2 separate regions of the Danio rerio genome follow, and region 1 is linked to region 2. A link is a contact called in public Hi-C data. All regions are on one chromosome and are shown on one strand. Each heading gives the region's core, a stretch centred on a gene start, on an enhancer-like site or on the middle of the called end of the contact. The rest is flanking DNA. Distances are from core to core; before and after follow the strand shown.

The links. Hi-C and Micro-C count contacts between places; a contact is called where the count stands out from the background.
Region 1: a Hi-C map of fibroblasts shows a contact between it and region 2, with 4 times the contacts expected there. The contact joins the enhancer-like site here to the promoter of zfhx4 in region 2. A contact is called at or near these places in 5 of 18 Hi-C or Micro-C datasets (embryo, fibroblasts, hematopoietic stem cells and 1 more) and 1 of 4 datasets of contacts at active chromatin or transcription factors (embryo).

Annotation. Positions count from the first base shown.
Region 1 is chr24:27,549,438-27,555,328 of GRCz12tu, reverse strand. The region is part of intron 1 of LOC137489241 (a long non-coding RNA gene); the gene reads left to right. Among named protein-coding and RNA genes, the nearest start is that of hnf4g, 43 kb to the left of the region's middle. Within about 2 kb of position 1,613, at least 4 of the 62 cell types and tissues checked have an H3K27ac peak or open chromatin away from gene starts, as enhancers often do.
Region 2 is chr24:27,240,044-27,246,569 of GRCz12tu, reverse strand. It overlaps zfhx4 (zinc finger homeobox 4), which reads left to right and starts at 4,858. Exons shown (of 10, transcript XM_679268.11): 1 at 4,858-4,936.

The sequences.
Region 1 (5,891 bases), core at 364-2,863, 310 kb before region 2:
AGGCCATGAACAATATGTTTCTGAATGAAATTGAAACTGCCGAACTATCGAAAAATTAAACACTCGAAATTACTTGAAACTCCAGAGGAAAAAAAAACACCATGACGTTAATCAATCTATGTTCTTTTACATGTAAAAGAAGATCATGAAAGAAACATTTAATAAGCAACTCATGTAAACACCTTAATCATATTACTGTCTTATTCAGAGTAAGGCAAATAATTTGATTACTGATGTCCATGTTAACGTAGTCAATCACAAGCCCCAACCAAAAAAGTGTTCCCTGATTTTGATGATAGCCTTTTCACAGGTTAGTAGTTAGCTAATGTAATGTTAATTGCATATTGCAAATCTTAAATTCATGCTAACAAACAAATAATCAAAAGATATATTAATGCAATTCAGTTCAAATATGTAAAATATAAATTGATGTATACTTTAAACTTTTTTTATATTGTTTAATTAAAATGATTAAAATATATTTTTTTGAATAAAATATTTTTCTAGAGTCATCTACCATCACTGGTAACATTTTAAAAGTATCGATTTTGCACCAGTATTGAAATAACCCCAAATGATACCCAACCCTAATATAAACACTGGTTTAGACAGAAACAGAAAGAAGAGTATGTAATATTGAAAGAACACTAGAATGAGTGAACAGTTATTAAAATATATGAATTAATGGTGACATAAAATATATTAATATCTTTTAATTTGATTCTATTGAAAAAAAGAAGCCGTTGTTATTAAAATATATTATCAATGATCTCCAGCATGATTTAAGATGCTCCATTGCACAGATCATTTTGTTCTTAGTTTGACAGTATGTACAGAGTCACATGAATGTTTTATTAATTTTTTAATAGATGACCATTTATTTTGTACTTAACATTGGTCACACATCTATTAAGACAGATTGATGCACACCTTAGATCACACAGGTCATCTTGTACAATAACATTTACAAAGTCCGTTTGGTCATATGTCCACACAGCTCCAATTCATGACCTTTATAAGAATGTGCACTGTCTGTCTCAAGCTAACAGCCACTGATAGTCTTGGTCAACTTTGTTGCGCTCATGTTTGCTCAACGAATCCCAAGGAGCTTCTTCCCAGAGTGGGCAGAATATCCACCCTAAAACCCACTCCAGACCATTTTTCTTCCTGAAAATGTATGCATGAATACACTCAGCCACTCTGATTAAAAAAAATCACAATTCATTATTTCCCAACCAATCTGCATCCCTTTCCTACATTATACATGAATGAATAGCAGTGTTTTCTTGTGAATGGAATCAAATCCAGGTTCATTAATCAGTGAGGGCCCGAGGGGCCGCATTAAAATGTTTGTTAAACAGTGTGTCAGGCGGGCACGTTTGACCGAGAGCTAATATAAACAATGGAAGCAGCGGAAAAGGGTGTGTTAGAATAATCTACATAACCATTCCAGCGGCTAAATCACTCCTTGTTGGTCTTCCTTACGTGATCCGTGGTGCTCAAAACGCGTGACTTTAAATTACAGCGAGATTCTCGCGACTCTAAGCCACCTCCATTGTGGTGGCCCTCTCCCTGTCTTCATCAGAGCCGGCTGTCCAATGGGATTACTGTAAGCCTGCGGTAGGAGCAGCCGACCCGCCACTGATCAGAAATTCATATCCCTGGATGCTAGATTGCTCCTCTCCCCACATTGCCCTTGTGACGGCAGAGACTGCTGTCATGGTGTCAGACGAGCGGGGGGAAGAAAAAAAAATTAGCATTCACAGCCCCCCAAATTTCTCTGTCCAGCACATAATCAGAAAAGAAAGTGAATGAATAGTAATTCAGTCTGTCAGAAAATGAGAATCGCCGCGTCTCGGAGAAGAAGAATCTCTGGTCAGAGGAAGAAAAAAAAGAGAATATTTGTAATGGCTGTGGTTACAGCAAACCTCCATTTTGACTGACTGCCTGCTTTTGTCTTTCTTTTTGATTTTTTTTCAGTTTCCCTCTCATGTATAAACATGCTTTCAATCTACATATACGCATTTGAGAGTGTCTTTAGTGTTTGTATTGAAGCAAGTTCTGTTTGTGGACAATTCCGTAGGCCAAGCGAGTGCAAGGCAAAGGGAATTAATCACAGCCAGAGCGGGAGGTCACTGACTGGCTCCCGAAACATCACGGTTGGGTCATGCGTCTCGGGGCCACGGCTTCATACACACACCACCACACTGTCTTATCCCCCGTCTGCTTTTTCCCCGGTCCAAGAAGAGTCTAGCTCAACCCCAGACACATACGCGTGCTCACACACACTCACTCACGCTCAAACACAGTGAAATAGGGCGATTCAGAGGACGGAAACGTTCTGGTAAATATTTTTAAATATGTCTCCTCTCTCTCTGTCAAATTTCAGTCGGCGAGTTGCCAAAATATTGCATGAACCCTCGTGCCGTGTGGTTGTTTTTGACTATCTTGTCTCAGTGGCTGCTTGCAGTGTGCGTGTAATTTGGGTTAAATGGTGGTTGTTGTCGGTTAGTGCTGTGTCAGAGTTTGGAGTGCCGCTTTAGTAATTCCATGTGCTTGTAATTCTGCGCTGTTCCTGATGAGGGATGTATTGTTCTAGCTCTCGGGGTGCACCGACTGCCCATTGTAATATACAGCAGAGGCACCCTGTTATTTGCTTCAACTTAATCTGCTTGCGTTAATTCTCCTTTTATAAGTGCGAACGAGTCACGCTGGCTGACGTTTAGGGCGAGTAGATTTACGGTGGGCAGTCTTTCTTTTTTTTTTTTGGAGGGGGTAGTGGTGGTAATCAACCAGGGAGATCCATCATCTTTAATCACGCATGGAGCAGTGTTTCTCCATTTGCTATTGGCCAGTCAGGAGTGCACATTTGCATGAGCATAGAGTGATGCTTGCGACAATCGCAGTCAAACAATCATTAAGGAATGTAATTTGCTGGCGAAGGCGTCATTGCTTTGCTGATGCTCGTTCGGGGCAGTGATGTGTATAAGCTGAAATGTTCGGCTGAGGGGGTCTTGTGCCTGTTAGAGCGCACTTTCCCCAAGCCGAGTCTTAGCGTGGATGCTACATGGTAATAAGCCAGGCTTGCTCTCACCGCTCACAGGGCTTTAACAAACACAATGTCAGTCAGCTGCTCGTAGCGCCTTGATAGACATGCACATTTCCTGTGCTCCGATTCTCTTCATTTTTACTCCGCCATTTCCACTTGCATACTGATGAGAGAACTTGCTAGGAATGTAGCCATTTGTAATTTAGGATGTTTATTTGTGGTGTGATATGCTTTTAATTGATGTTTCTGATGCCATGATTTTGTGCATAAATCAGGTTGTGGTTGAACAGAATGGTTTTACGTTAGTCAAGGGTGAGCGATGCACTCTTTCCATATTCATATTCACGCACACCTACTAAAATACTATGATATATATGTATATATATTATTTAAATGTGTAAATTTTATTCTGTTTCACTCTTTCTCACAGAAACATCTGGTTTTGTTTCCGCAAGCACCACAAATTCAGAAAATATCTTTTGTTTAGTCATATGCGGAGACGTTTTGCAAATATGTTAAGTGAAAACAGATGGAATAAGAGATCATGGCATAATTGTTAATTATGGACTGGGAAAATGTTGTGCTTCAACTCGATATCCTGAGATGCATAAGATAAATTGTCCTCTTTTTGTTCATATGTTTTTTCTCATGAGTTTTAACAATTACAGACTTGACAGTATTAATTATTTAACAAATTATCCACCCTATCTTTTTAGTCGTCATACATTTTTTAAAAATATTTTTAAAATATCTATAATTTTTTATTTGAACCAGTATTTTTTTTTCATAAATGAAAGCGTTTTTCCTTAGAAAAAAAATAACGTAAAAAGGTCCTTTCTGGCTTTGGTTCCCAGCTGCATGCTGTAATATGAGGCATATAGGTAAAAAGGAAAGAAAAAGCATCCTCTCTCTTTCTGACTCTCTCCCTCTTTCTCTCTCTGTGGTTGACATGAGGCTAATGAAAACAGGGTGTGGGTTTCCTTCAGCTCCTTTCATACGCCTCAATAAAAGGTGCGGCAGACATTTTGGCTACTACCTCCACGCTGTCACCCTCCTCTTCTTGCTTTACCTTTGTCTCGGAACGTGTGTGTGAATATGGAAATTTAAAACACCTAACTACAGGGCTTAAGTATAATCACGCCGCCAGGGCGGAGAGACTTATTTTACAGTTAACTGCTCATTTTTACAGTAATCCTTTGATTATTCTTACAGTATTACTACACCCTTCATTTGAAGACTACTTCCATATGATGTGGCCTGCGACGTATGTTTATTTGTGGTTTTTGAAGCTAGCTTGCTATGCCATGTCTTATTAAGTCTGTTGATGACTAGTTTGTATTCATTTTGTACCTATAAAGGTATAGAAAGCAGGACAATTGTAGCTGCTCTCAACGTATTTAATGCTTCTTTACTGACATACAACTGCCATTGGTTCCACCGTGCCATGCAGCAAGACCTGTGCTGAGCAGTTTAAAGGCTGAAATGTGCATGCAAAATGTGTTGCACACACCCCAAGGAGCTCTGTTACTTAACATGTGGCTATTTGCATGTTTCCCTATGCATTTTGAATAGGTAACCCTCAAACATGACTTTTTATTTTGCATGAGCAGTAGATGGCAGTGTTTCCCCAAGCATTACAATCGTATAGGCACCAGGCAAAGATATGAACTTCTTGAACCTTTTTTTCCTAATGGGAAATTGTAAACAAGGCATTCTTTAACCACCATTTCTTCTGATCATGAAAGTGATGAGCATGACTGTTTGAGCTATTCATATCGTCTAGAGAGCATTTGTGAATTTAAGATTATAAGTGTATTTTACGATGAATGAAACAGAAATGTAAATGACTGTGAAAATGATGTTCAGTCGGTTGCTATTTATTTCCTCAGTAAATCTGCTTTTTGAGTAACATGATTCAGAACAAATTAGGACGTCACAGAATAATTTGAAAATTCTGAGAAAAGGCTCACAGTGTTTTTCCAAGCATCACTATGATGATGATGATGATGATGATGATGATGATTATAATAATGCGGTTTCCTCCCCTCTTTTTATAGTCTTTAAATCTACAGTTTGCCCTAATCAAATCCATTTCTAATTTCTCTGGATTTCTTCCTGTCTGTACCAGCTCTGACCCTCAACTTTAGGATATAATGTTCTTAATATCCAGATTAAATTTTCTTAATCTGCTCTGGAACATGTGAAATTATTTCTGCAATAAAACGCAAAAGTCCCCAGAGCCCTCTGATTGCAGTCTAAGGCTATTAATATGAGGCTATACACTGGTATTTTTTTCTCCCCCCCCCCCCCCCCCCCCCCCCCGCTTCCTACTACTACCAACCCACAATCAAAGCGAAAAGCCATGAAGGTGGCATTCTGCGGTTATCTCCACTAATGAAAGAGAGATTAAAAAGAGGTTTAAAGATGGATTAACAGTGCCCACACTGAGACAAAAGATCTGAAAGGGCCTTAAAAACAAGCTAAATGAACACACACTTTCCAAACCCTCATTAGCATAATGCTAAAACACTTACACTAAATGCTTGACAGAGTAAGAAAGGCTTTAGAAGTAAGCTCGTGACCGCTGGCTTGCCGTAAATCAAGCTTTCTGTGCCATTTCATGTGTAGAACCGAAAAACAGCTGTGTTCTGAGGGGGAAATTTGTGTTTTATATGCAGACAAAGACGACACACACATGCGCACATATATATCTAATGAACCGTATTGGGTTGTGAGTTAAGGCTGTGCCCTTTATCCTTGGTTTCCCTGTAGCTTCTGAGTCTGATGAACAGCTGTTTGTAATGTACTCTGTAGGAACAGAACTTTACGTATGAAGAGTCAC
Region 2 (6,526 bases), core at 3,609-6,108:
ACATCAAATAGCTCTTTATTCAAACATTTATGTTTAAGTAGTTTTATAGCACTGCATGTGTAAATAAGTTTCAATGAGCAATATTTGATAACTTAAACATTGTAATAGCTTTTTTTAAATAGATTTTTTGTAGCATTATGAAAAATAAGCATAAAATACATCAAATATCATTATTAAATATTAGGTTTGGGCTCTTAGATAACAGCACACAATTTATTCAGGCTACGATTCTCATATTTACAGTTTTCTTATTTTTGTACACTCCTGTCATTCATATTCTCTTTGTATTTTTCTACAGTGACATTAGTATACTTCATAACTGTAATATTGGATAATCTGATTACTGGAGTTTTATTTGGTCTAAGGAGCATAATATAATATTCTGAGTGAAATACTATTGTTTTTACATACACATCACTGAGACAGTCATATAAGTCAAACTCAGCTGAACACGAGGGATATGCATACATATTTTTCACCATATTCACAGATGTGCGCACGCATACAAAAATACATGCAAGTGCATGCAAGCATTTAAGTGTATATGTGCAATGTATATGATGCACCCCAATTCCCACAGACAATAGACTCTCTCTCTCTCCATCCTCATCTCTCTCTCTCTCTGAGACGCAATCTGCACCACAAGCTCTGTTCTGAGCCCGAGCAGGTTGCTGTCAGTTTAAAAATGACTGTAATAAAAGTGACCATGAAGATGGATTTTGTGATTTTGCGTTTCTAATCAGTCATCTGTGAAGAGGACTTTTGCTTTGATTCAGCAGTGCCCTGACAGGTCAGATTGATAGTGCACAGGGGATAAAAAAAGAAGAAGAAGGAGGAGGAGAAGGAGAAGAAGAAGGTTATTAACTGTCTTCCCATTAAAGTTGGGGATCTGGGTCTGCGGCCAGTGAGACAGGCGTGATTTAAGCGGAAACCTCTCTCAGGTGAGAGAAGAGGGAGGCTCATTGTCCAGTCTCACTCCTCACACTTCTGCACCAGCAGATTAGACTCAAATTATCTCCTCTGCAACCCTGGCGGTGAGAGAGGGAGAGAGAGAGAGAAGCCCCTTACAGTGTTCGGATGACCGCTTGCATGCATATGGAGGATGAATGTAATCTTATGGCCGATGAGCAGGATGATACAGATGGTGCATAAATAATGTATTAATTTTTTAAAAATATAAAAACTGTTGTTTATTGAATTTATTTGACCTCTCGACTCATTCACTCTACATTCTAGAGGCAACTTGGCTAATAAATGCGATGCATCTGAAAAACATGCACATGAAAGACAGCAGCGGCAGGAGGGACACATCGCAAATGAATTCAAATCGCACAATGTGTTTTGTGCATCTGACATATCATAGGAAGAAATCAAAGCACAGAAATTGCTCGCTTTAGAAACCCCAGCGAAGGGCTGTCAGCAGCTCCTCAACATCAGCGCTTTCAAACAAAGCTCACGGACGGGCGCTTACCTTATGCATGACAATCCATCGACTCCCTTTAACCAATCCACAATCACCTTCATACACCTCCAGCGTGAAGAGGAGACGCGCAGATTTTATTAACCCCAACCCCCCCCTCAAAAAAAAAAAACTGCTTTTTCTTTTTTCCAAGTGTCCTTAGTGCTGCCACTAGTGAAATATCAGTGCAAACAGACTCCAGCCTTTTTCTAAGACACCAAGGAGTCGTTCACAGCTGTCTGGCCCACGGGTGCATTTTAAATGTGAAAAAGCCTGAGATTCTTGTCCGTGGGGTTCAGAGCCGCCAGCTGACTTTGTGCAGCGCTACACACAATCCTACCAAAACCACATAACATGGCACACACTTACTTGAAAACATATAAACATATGAATAATTTGGATCATTCTTTTTAATGGGGTGGATGTCAGGCCTGTTGAATATTGCATGATCTATAAATCAATCAGCAAGCCTTACTGATTATTGTAATCAATAAGCAATCTGTCTGGCTAAACGGTTAATCAGACACTGACACATATGACTTAATTGTGTTATGAGTATTTTCCCTGATCTGATTTTTTTCTATTTGTATTTTTTAATTTATTGATTCATTTATTGTGGGAATTTAATCAGTTTCTTCTTATTTGCTGGTTATAGTCTAGATGTGAAGTCTAGATCACCTACAAATAGTGTGAAACGAGTTTCTTGCTGATATTTTAGCCGCTCGTGTGTGTTGTGTCCTGACATTTTGTTTTTGACTGAGTGCATTTAATTTAAGGGTGTGATATGGATGTTATGATACAAGTATAACACTGGATTCTGATGTGTGGGATTAAATGAGTCAATGTTTTGACAGATTAGTTCATTTGTTTGATTAATTAAATAGCTCAATGTATCATGTAGATCCATACAAAGCATTTGAAACACTTTCTGATCTCTTAATAGGATGCATGATTATATATATATATATATATTCACATGTAATCACTGTGTATGTGCAGTGACATAGCATTTAATAAAGCTAACTAATATAACAATGTCATGTCTTTCCTTTTTCTTGGAGACTGAGATTCAAGCCCCTTGACCAAGTTGACTGTGTTATCATCAGGTTTAGCTGATGGGTTTCGAATCTGTCATGTTGCCATGGTTTTGCTCTCTTGCCTCTCCTGTACTGACCAATGGTAACCAGGTAATCCGCTAAATAGAAAGCACCGCTACATATGGGGGAGAGGGCAGCTTCTAACCCGGAGAGAGGCAGGAGAAAACATCCAGCCATGTTAAAGACTCATTTGAACAGGGAAAGCTGGAAATGCAATTATCTAGCACACAAAAAGACAAATAATTGAATAAAGTTCATAAGAAGAAAAGCACAGTTTCTTTCTCTGCTTTAAAGCATTAGCCATAACCCAGAGAAATATACACTCTCCTGAACAGGGGCGATGGCTTGAACTGATATGTGTTCTGAATGATTCTGGTTTTAGTGTGTGTTTAAGTGCAGTTCGCTCAGTAGGTAGCTCTGGTCCTGAGGGGCTTCAACTTGTGTCCTAAGAAGGGTTTTAACTGCTGGCTTGTTTTTACTTCTAATTAATTTTCTGATTATTGATTGTTTGATTAATTAAGTAAATTATTGTAATGCTTTGCATGCACAGTTGTATTTATAAACAATCAGTGTTTAAAAAAGTAGGAACCATTATTTAGTTAATTACTGTATTTAAACAGTAATAATCAGATAGGATCACTATTATTATGATGAAGCATTATAATCAAAGCTGCCATTAATGATAATAATATTAATATTAATTTGTCATTAATTAGCTGATTATAGATTCACAGATCATTAGATTACTGTAATGAATCTGCATGTACATTTAACCTAATTAACTATCCAGAATTTCAAATAATAATAATTGCCATGCTTATTTAGAGAACAATGTTTTGTTAGGTAGATGATAATAATAACAACAACAGTGTAATAATAACAACAACAACAACAACAACAACAACAACAACAACAATAATAATAATAATAATTTACATATAATTAAAATACATTGCCTAATTTTATTAAATTTTAATATGTGGGTAATTAGAACTGTTATTAATGTTTTGACGTTGTGATTGACTTTGTGGTTGTCCAATATTTCTTTCTTTTACAAACACACATCACACACACACACACTGATCAAATTAAAAAATATATTATTCACATGATAATACAGCGTTACTTAATAACCAAAACAGTCGGCTGTGTGTTTAGGGGCTCAGAGGATGGAGAATCTCTGGCTTTAGGATAGATGGCCGGAGATGCAACTCCTGGCCGTTTGTCTATTAAAGAGGGATCAACAATGAAAACCTCCGCACCACGAGGAGCAAAGGGCCAAGTGGGAGGGGGCAGAGGGGGTGAATGGACTCAAAGAGAGGACCAAGTGTGTCTCTGAGAGTGTAGTTTAGTGTACATTTCCCGATGAGATCGACCAGCCAACTGAAGTCACTTTTCAACCAACCATTTTCCCCTCTCAAACGTCTCGCTAAATAGTCCACAGTCACTCTCATTGATTTTCTTTATCAAATAAACAGAATGGCACCGCGTGCCTGGCCGCCTCCCTCATCCGTGATCCCGGGACCCAGCAGCCGCCCAAGAGCTCTTGTGAATTCACTACATTTAAACAGCAACATTATAAGAATGACCACATTGATGGATGCCAATAAAACTGTTAGACTTCAGTACAGTGTGTCATCAAGCATATTAGGTAAGCATTTTAAATATTTATTAAAAACTGAATTATAACACGAAATAAATCTGAATTGTGATACATAAGCTTCGTTTTATTTTTTAATACAAACTGCAAATAGCAAAAGTTAGTGTTTTGATTTTATATAAAATAAAAAAAGTAAATGTTTAATCCCTCATTATATTCTTATTACCTCTGCCACTTTGTTTTTTTTTTCTCATGAAGGTGAAAGTCGTCTTGATACCAGTCTCGTGTCTTATATGGATTTTCGTTTATATAATCGATCGGAATGTCCCAATATATTGATCGAAAGTCCAGTGTTTTACAAACAAGCATTTGTGAATCTCGATTTTACGTTGGAAGTGATTTTGTCGTTGTCTACGCAAGCTTTGATTTGTGTTAAGCAAAAGGCATCTTAATAAAATATTAACAATACAAACGCACAAAGGCATCGTGCAATGTACTTAATATTCTTTTTTGAAAACACAAAAAACGTCCTAATTGTTCAAATCATGCTGAATGGCATGTCGTTGCGGTAACTATATGAAATTAAAGTTAGATAAGTCCGCATTGAGGGAGGCTGCACCCAATCCCCAACTTATTTCCCATTTTGTGTTCCAGCATCACCGCGCTCCGCTCTTTTCAATGACAATGTGCCAAATCTAGGCATTTTCAAAAGAGTTTCCATATGCTATAAGCGGAGCATCAGAGAGACAGAGGACACCGGGATGCCCTTTTATACCAAAGGTACACGCGATTTATTTTCTTTTTGGCTGGCGATTATAAACAAGACATGGAAACGCATAATGCAGGATTAATAACCTATTTTAAACAGATTGCGCGTGAAATATGCAGGTTCAGAGTAATTGTCATTTTATAGACAAAAGAGAGCTGATCGGATACAGATGACGGAGATGTTTTTATTTGCAGTGGATGTTAAGCATTTTCTTTTGTTTTGAAGAAAAATACGATATTTCGCAGTGGGACAGATTTGAAACGATTTGATATTTAGGGGAAATCTCTGGGAAAACCTTTCTTCTGGTGTAGTTTATACTTTTGTTGTTTTTTTGTAATTGTTGTTGTTTACGGAGTGTATGATCAGTTTTTTTTTATAATTTGCCACGTTTACCACATAATGTCACAAAAATTGATTTCATTACTAATCATTTGTGTTTAAATACATTTATATGCGTTCTTTCCGATGATTATGTTTGTTGTATTGCACGTAGATTTCCCCGTCTTCCAAAAATAGAGAAAACTTTCTTTAAGTGTGTGTGTGTGAGAGAGAGAGAGAGTTCAGAATTTTCATGGGATTAATTCTCCGTTAGCGATGCATTTTGGATGGGGTTTTATGCGGCTAAAAAGGGTCAGTTACTGTCAAAACGTGACCTCTCAGACCCCAGAGGGCGCCAGGCGGTTTGGGCAAACCTTTCATTTGTGGGGCAGGACAGTCATTCACTCATTCAGCACGACCAAAGAACCAAAAAGAAACCCCGAAGTCATTGTTAGACATCGTACGTTTTAGGAAAACAATTATAAGAAATCACAAGTCGCGAATTGTATGATGATTGCTTTATTGACATTTGACTTAAATCAATATTCATGCAGTTTTTAATAAGTCTCATAGACAACACTTCAAAATGTGTATATATATATATATATATATATATATATATATATATATATATATATATATATATATATGTATATATATATATATAGCTGACAATCAGGGAAATACATTAAAAATGTAAATAACACAAGCAATAGGCTGCACCTTTAAATGCAAGTCTTTACATTTCAAACTAGCGTTTACTAAACAACAATGAATTCAATAATAAAATTTAATACATTTGTATCTTAAAACATACAGCAATAAAATAACAACCTTTAATTAATCTTCCGATTAAATAGGGTGTAAATAAAGCTTTTTTGTCAGATAGCTTGAGAGAAAGAAAAGCATAAAGTACAAGGGAGGACATGATCACATTTGAAAGTGTTACAGTTTAAGATAAGCATAAGCTACCACTTTCTCTATTTCACAGCCTAAACCAGTTCAGAAGACAGCCAAACTCTTATAACTACGCTAAATGTATCCGTCAAAGTATACTTGCATAAGAGGTGCGACCTTTAAATCAATAGTTTTAAAGTCCTTCGCGGTGAGCAGCAGAAAACAGTCGTCAGTGGCAAATAAATAACCTTTACTCCGCCGCATTTGCTTTGCGTTTATATGAAGGTAAAATCTGAAGCTCTCCGTGTCCTATTGCAAGCTCGTCTCGGTCTTGTTTCTGTTCTCTCGTTCATCCTGCCGAAACACCACATGGGTCTGGCAGGCAT